2 separate regions of the Oryctolagus cuniculus genome follow, and region 1 is linked to region 2. The links are chromatin contacts, called in public Micro-C maps. All regions are on one chromosome and are shown on one strand. Each heading gives the region's core, a stretch centred on a gene start, on an enhancer-like site or on the middle of the called end of the contact. The rest is flanking DNA. Distances are from core to core; before and after follow the strand shown.

Region 1 (2,700 bases), core at 144-2,643, 210 kb before region 2:
TTGAAAGAGTTAGAGAGAGGAGAGGCAGAGAGAGAGAGAGGTCTTCCATCCGATGGTTCACTCCCCAATTGGCTGCAATGGCCAGAGCTGCACCAATCGGGAGCCAGGAGCCAGGAGCTTCTTCCGGGTCTCCCAGGTGGGTACAGGGGCCCAAGGACTTGAGCCATCTTGCACTGCTTTCCCAGGCCATAGCAGAGAGCTGGATCGGAAGTGGAGCAGCCGGGATGCAAACCAGAGCCCATATGGGATGCCAGCACTTCAGGCCGTTAACCTGCCACGTCACAGCGCCGGACCCCAAAATGACTTTCTTTAATCTCACTTTAATGGTTTGATCTATATAGCCAGAAACTTCTGCCCACGTTTTTCCATTTAACTCCAGATCTCACTTAGCACCAACTTTGAAATAATTTTTTTTGGTAAGAGGAGAGTAAGGTGTTCAGCCCTGATTCTTCCAATGTAAGATGCCCAGCAGAATCCAAAGACTGATTGCCAGCAGTGTGTAAGTACATCTGTCCCAGTGTCTGTATGACTCAAAGAAGAAATTATCTATATCTGGTCTTTCTCATTCAAATTTATTTTAAAATACCCTTGTGCTTTTCTACCTTTAAGTAGAGAATCATCTTGTAATAACATGATCAGATAGCGCTTAAGATAATCTTCCTGGCATAGTAAATGCCATCACAGACTTATTTTCATTTGATCCTCACTCTTACCCTGGGAGGTTGGTAGGCACCACTCCCGTTGGATAAACTTTCTCAGCTGCAGTCAGTCAACTGTTCTGCACTTGAAGAGAAAAGTGCAGGGGGTCGCTGGGCCTGTCAAGAGGGCACCAGGGGCTGGGTGATTTCTCCTTCCTCATAAGTGCTGTAAGAGCTGATTCTGAATCATGCGTTTTCTGCCTGCCTTATTCCAGCCAGATCTGGGACAGGAAGGCTTTCAATTACAGTTTTTCAGTCCCTTCCACTTTTGCCAGTTCATTTCTAGCTTTGCTTTTGAAAAAAAAAAAAAAATGTTCCCCACTCCACCCACCCTACCACCCCCAAGTCAGAGTTCTCTTTCCATTCCAACTAAGCCTCTTCCTGTTCTTCAGAATTGCACCATATTCTTGGCGTAATATAGACTAACACCCCCATGTTGGCACCAGGGAGCCTATGGGCCTTCTCTATGGGTTGAAAGTTCTTGTCTGGTGAGCACAGCATAAGTCACACACTTCCTGACTTTTAGCCCTGCCCGACTGAATTTGCCTCTGGGAAAAATATACATATTCAGATTTCTGTTTATTTATAAATCCCCTTCACTCCAGGCCTGCCCTGGAGTGAGCAAGATTAACCAAGTAGGGGCAGTGTGGACGACCATTTAGGGCAGAGGGACTTGTGTACACCTTTAAATGAGGAGCAGTCCACCCTTGCTGTTTCTAATTCTTTACTTCTCATTTTTCAGCCCAGTCTGATCTAGCACTGACTCCCATTGTACTGGAAGGGGCTTTCACTAAGGCCACTAATGCTGTCCCTGCCCCCTGTATTACCAAACTCAGTGAATACGTCAGTCTTTATCTTACTAGACATCTGAACAGCATCCGATGCTACTGACCACATCCTCCTTGATAGGCTCACTGGCTTCCTCTAGTTTCCATGTACCATTATTTCTTCCTTGCATTCGTCAAGGATCTTAGTAGCTGTTGCAAGCCTGTCTTTCTCTATTAGCTCTGAAAATGTTTGTGTACTATCCACCCAGTTGCTCCAGCCAAAAACCTGGGATTCAGTTTTTATTTTTTTGCTCTCCACATTCATTCAATAGCCAATAATCTCTTTTTTAAATATTTGTGTATTTATTTGGAAGAGTTACAGAAAGGGAGAAACAGAGAGCTTTCATCCATTAGTTCATTCCCCAGATGGCCGCAATGACCAGGGCTGAACCAGGCTGAAGCCAGGAGCTTCATCCAGGTTTTCCATGTGAGTGCAGGGGCCCAATGACTTGAGCCATCTTCCACTGCTTTGCAAGGTGCATTAGCAGGGAGCCAGATCAGAAGTGGAGCAGCCAGGACTTAAATCAGCACCAATATGGGATGCTGGCATCACAGGCAGCAGCTTTACCTACTGCATCACAATGCTGGCCCCTCAATAACCAATAATGTGTCCACTTCTTGCCGTACCCACTCTCACAACCTGGCCCAAGTGATTACCATGATTTTTGCACATTCTTTTGCTGGTTTCCTGCTTCCAGTTTTTCTCCCTGTGGATCATTTTCTACCAACCACCAGAAGGTTCATTGTATAAGTTCACCTTGTCTGTTTAAACTTTAGTGGCCTCCCATTATCCTTGAGATAGAGTCTACAGTTCTTAACATGGCTCGAAGCCCTCCCCCCCCCCCCCCCCGGGTCAGCAGGCTGCCCTCAGTCTGAACTCCACTCCCACTGGACTTCCAGGGTTTCAACTCTGCTTCCTCTTGCTTCTGGGCCTTCACAAATGCTGGTTGCCTGGAACCAGTGACTCCGAGGCCTCAAACATCTAGCCCGAGTCTACCTGCAAATTGTCATTTAGCTTGCATCAGAACTGAACTTGATATTTAATGCTTAATTCTTGAAACCAGAATTTACATGTTCTCATCCTATATATTTCTCACTTATTTGAAAAATACATCCAAGGTCATGCTCTAATGAAAATGTATCTGAACTAATTAACTTGGGGTTGACTTACCATA
Region 2 (2,899 bases), core at 284-2,783:
ATGCATATGTGCACGTACGTACACATGCACACACCTCTCTCCTATCTTGACTTGTTAATATTTCCTGTATCTTTTTTAATTATTATTTTTTTCTCAAATAAACCTTTTATTTAAGGAATACAAACTTCAAGCATTTCACAAGTACGATTTTAGGAATATAGTGATTCTTCCTACCACACCCACCCTCCCACCCCTCCCATTCCCTGTTTCCTTTATCTTTTAACCAGCTGATTGAAAAGTGCTAGAGGCTCCTGAGGAAAGCTGGGTTCCCTCACTGACACCTAAGGTTGTTCCTGGCACTGGCAGAGGGCACCCAGTGCGTGTTCTTTGCTTTCTGGACAGACGATGCCACACACAGCAGGCAGTCACGTGCTGCCACCCTGTCCTAATCCCTGTGTGCAGCTTTGCAGCTTATGTGAGAAAGTGCCCTCAGAGCTTTCAGCAGAGCCTGCCAGGACCAAATGAAGCAAATACAGCCACATAACTGCCGGGAGCTTACCTGGCTTTCTTTTCACAAACATTTGTCCTGCTGGGTTTGACTGTGGGCACCAGAGAGGAGTATTTGTGCCCCAGTGGGCGCCAGTGTCCCCTGCTCAGTGGACGATCTCTAAGAAGCTGGGTTTGGTGATGCTGTCACTGTGGAGCCTGAACCCTGTGTCACTGAGTCAAGTGGCCGTCGACTGAATACACAAAGTCCCTGCTGGATAGGATAAGAGTGCATGCTGTTAAATGGATATAGAAGGAATCAGTGACATCTGTTAAGGTCTTGTTTTGAGTGAAGCACTAAATGAAGTGTCTGATCTCACTGATGTCAGCATGGGATTGATGAAAAACCAGAGCTTGGTGAGGGCCAATAGTGTTGCCAGGGTCCCACCCCAGGCAGTCTATGCAGGACCCAAGATCCTTTCCACTGCCCTGGAGAGGCTTAGAAAGAGCCTGTCGTGGCCTCTTTGGGGATTTATGTAAGACTTCTGCTGGACATTCTTGTTGTTGAAATGCCAGTGATTCATAGTCTTTCTTTTTAACATTCGCAAGCCAGTAAGGCCAAGAGGGGAGAACATGGGCTAAAAATACTCCAACATAAACTAAAGGTGCAGCATGACAGTGCATGGCCAGGCAGTGGAATGTTTTGGTTACTGGGTGGTGCCTGCTCCTAGAACTATTTTCTATGTTGGGGATGTTTTTGTAAAAGTCAGCTGCTGAACACATCAGTGCTGACTGAGGTGTATGCTCATGAGCAGTGAACAGGAGGTGCTTTATTCTTTCCCCAGCTTTATTTTAATCCTTTTTCTACCCACCAACTTACTTAAATCTGTCAAAGGTATTATTGAGGGTTGTTTTTTTTTTATGTTTTTGTTTAGGACAAAGTTCTCTGTTCTCCTAGGACCTCTTTCTGCTGTTTGATTAAAAGGGGCCAGGTAAAGCTTAATGAGATGCTCCTATAAAATGTTTTTCAGTTTTACAAAGCACCTTCCTAGCCTTTGTCTTGGGGAAAGCACTCCATTGAACAAATGATGCAAGGGAGGGTGGGAGCTCCATGTGCCCCTGGCCTCAGCAGTGAGCTGTGGGGTGAGCACTGTGAGTACCCAGAAGGCAGAACTTCCTTAATCATCGCTGTCAGGCATCTGGAGCAGTGCCTTTCACAGAGGAGACATGTTGCTGAGTGAATGTGCAGATGAATGGGAGGGACTCTCATACTCTCGTACCTGTTGTCACTCATTAGCACCAACTTGCTGAGTGTCTGCAGAGTCAGAAAAATGGTGTAGCTTCTCATTTCAGTGGACACTGAGCCTGTCGAGGTGCATGGCCTTGCACTGGGCATTTCTGATGCACAGTGGACACTCCTTGAGGAGGGACCTTGCTGGTGAGGCAGCTGTCAGTCCACACACGTACAGCACTGGGAGGCCCTTAACACTCTTGCATAAGGATGGTTTCAGAACTCATTCTGGAAAGGAAAATGAATAAAAGTTAGCAACAAAACTTGGCTTCTGAGGAGGTGCTATCAAATATGAACCAAGAATGAAAAACGCTTTTTCTTCCTATCCTCCACTGGATTGCAGGCCCAAGGTAGCTCCTATCGAATAGTTCTGGCTCATGTTTTGGTCTTGGAGATGATAAACATCTCCAAGAATCAGCGATCGAGGTCAGAGCAGTAGTATTTTTAAACAAGTTATTAATAAAACACTTAAGAGGAAAACAGCAACCGCTTCCAGATTATGGGTCTTTACCACAAGAACCACCAATAACGGTGTAGAGAGTAATGGAGGGTGAAAAAATGTTAATACCCATACTTTGAAGGGGTGTGTATCTGTTTCATTTGGAATTTCCTGTTCTAAATGTAGGGTTGTGTTTTCCTGAATAAAAATGTCTGTTTTTATTTGAATTAGAACTTAACTTCCTTGAAATTTATATTCATTCTTATCAGTTACTTATTGTCACTCATTTACAAAATTACGCACAATCAATTTTGTATCATTTTGGAATATACAGTTTGGTCTTAATTATTCAAAACTTAATGAATCAAAACCGTTGCATAACTGGCCATATTACTGTGTTCAGCCTAATACTGTAAAGATCAGATGTCTTAAAACAGCAGACGTCTTTTCAAAGTTCAGTCTTGGTGCTGTCTTAGAGGAGGAACATACTCGCTTCAGTTTCCTGTATCCCATTATCAGCAGTATTAGCGGATGATAAGCAGTTAATTGTCAAGAGCGGAGTTTCTCAAAATCTCCATGTAAACCACATATTTTAAGTCTTTCACATGTTATAATTTGAGAACCACTTGGCTAGATTGAGGGTCCCTGCATTGTTTTTTGAATTACCAGAGAACAATAAAATTATGCCTAGAGTACCTACTTCCTGAGGCAGAAAAATAGATTAATACCACTGTAGGAATGAA

What was found. A called contact is a pair of places that touch in the nucleus more often than the background predicts.
Region 1: a contact with region 2 is called in a Micro-C map of ear pinna, with 6 times the contacts expected there. The contact joins two enhancer-like sites. A contact is called at or near these places in 5 of 6 Hi-C or Micro-C datasets (ear pinna, embryonic fibroblasts, psoas muscle and 2 more).

What each region holds. Positions count from the first base shown.
Region 1 is chr7:50,414,809-50,417,508 of mOryCun1.1, reverse strand. No RefSeq gene overlaps it. Among named protein-coding and RNA genes, the nearest start is that of SEC22B, 33 kb to the left of the region's middle. Within about 2 kb of position 1,393, at least 2 of the 8 cell types and tissues checked have an H3K27ac peak or open chromatin away from gene starts, as enhancers often do. A contact at or near this core is called in ear pinna, where this site is marked.
Region 2 is chr7:50,208,380-50,211,278 of mOryCun1.1, reverse strand. All of the region lies in intron 12 of NOTCH2 (notch receptor 2), which reads left to right. Among named protein-coding and RNA genes, the nearest start is that of TRNAQ-CUG, 59 kb to the right of the region's middle. Within about 2 kb of position 1,533, at least 1 of the 8 cell types and tissues checked has an H3K27ac peak or open chromatin away from gene starts, as enhancers often do. A contact at or near this core is called in ear pinna, where this site is marked.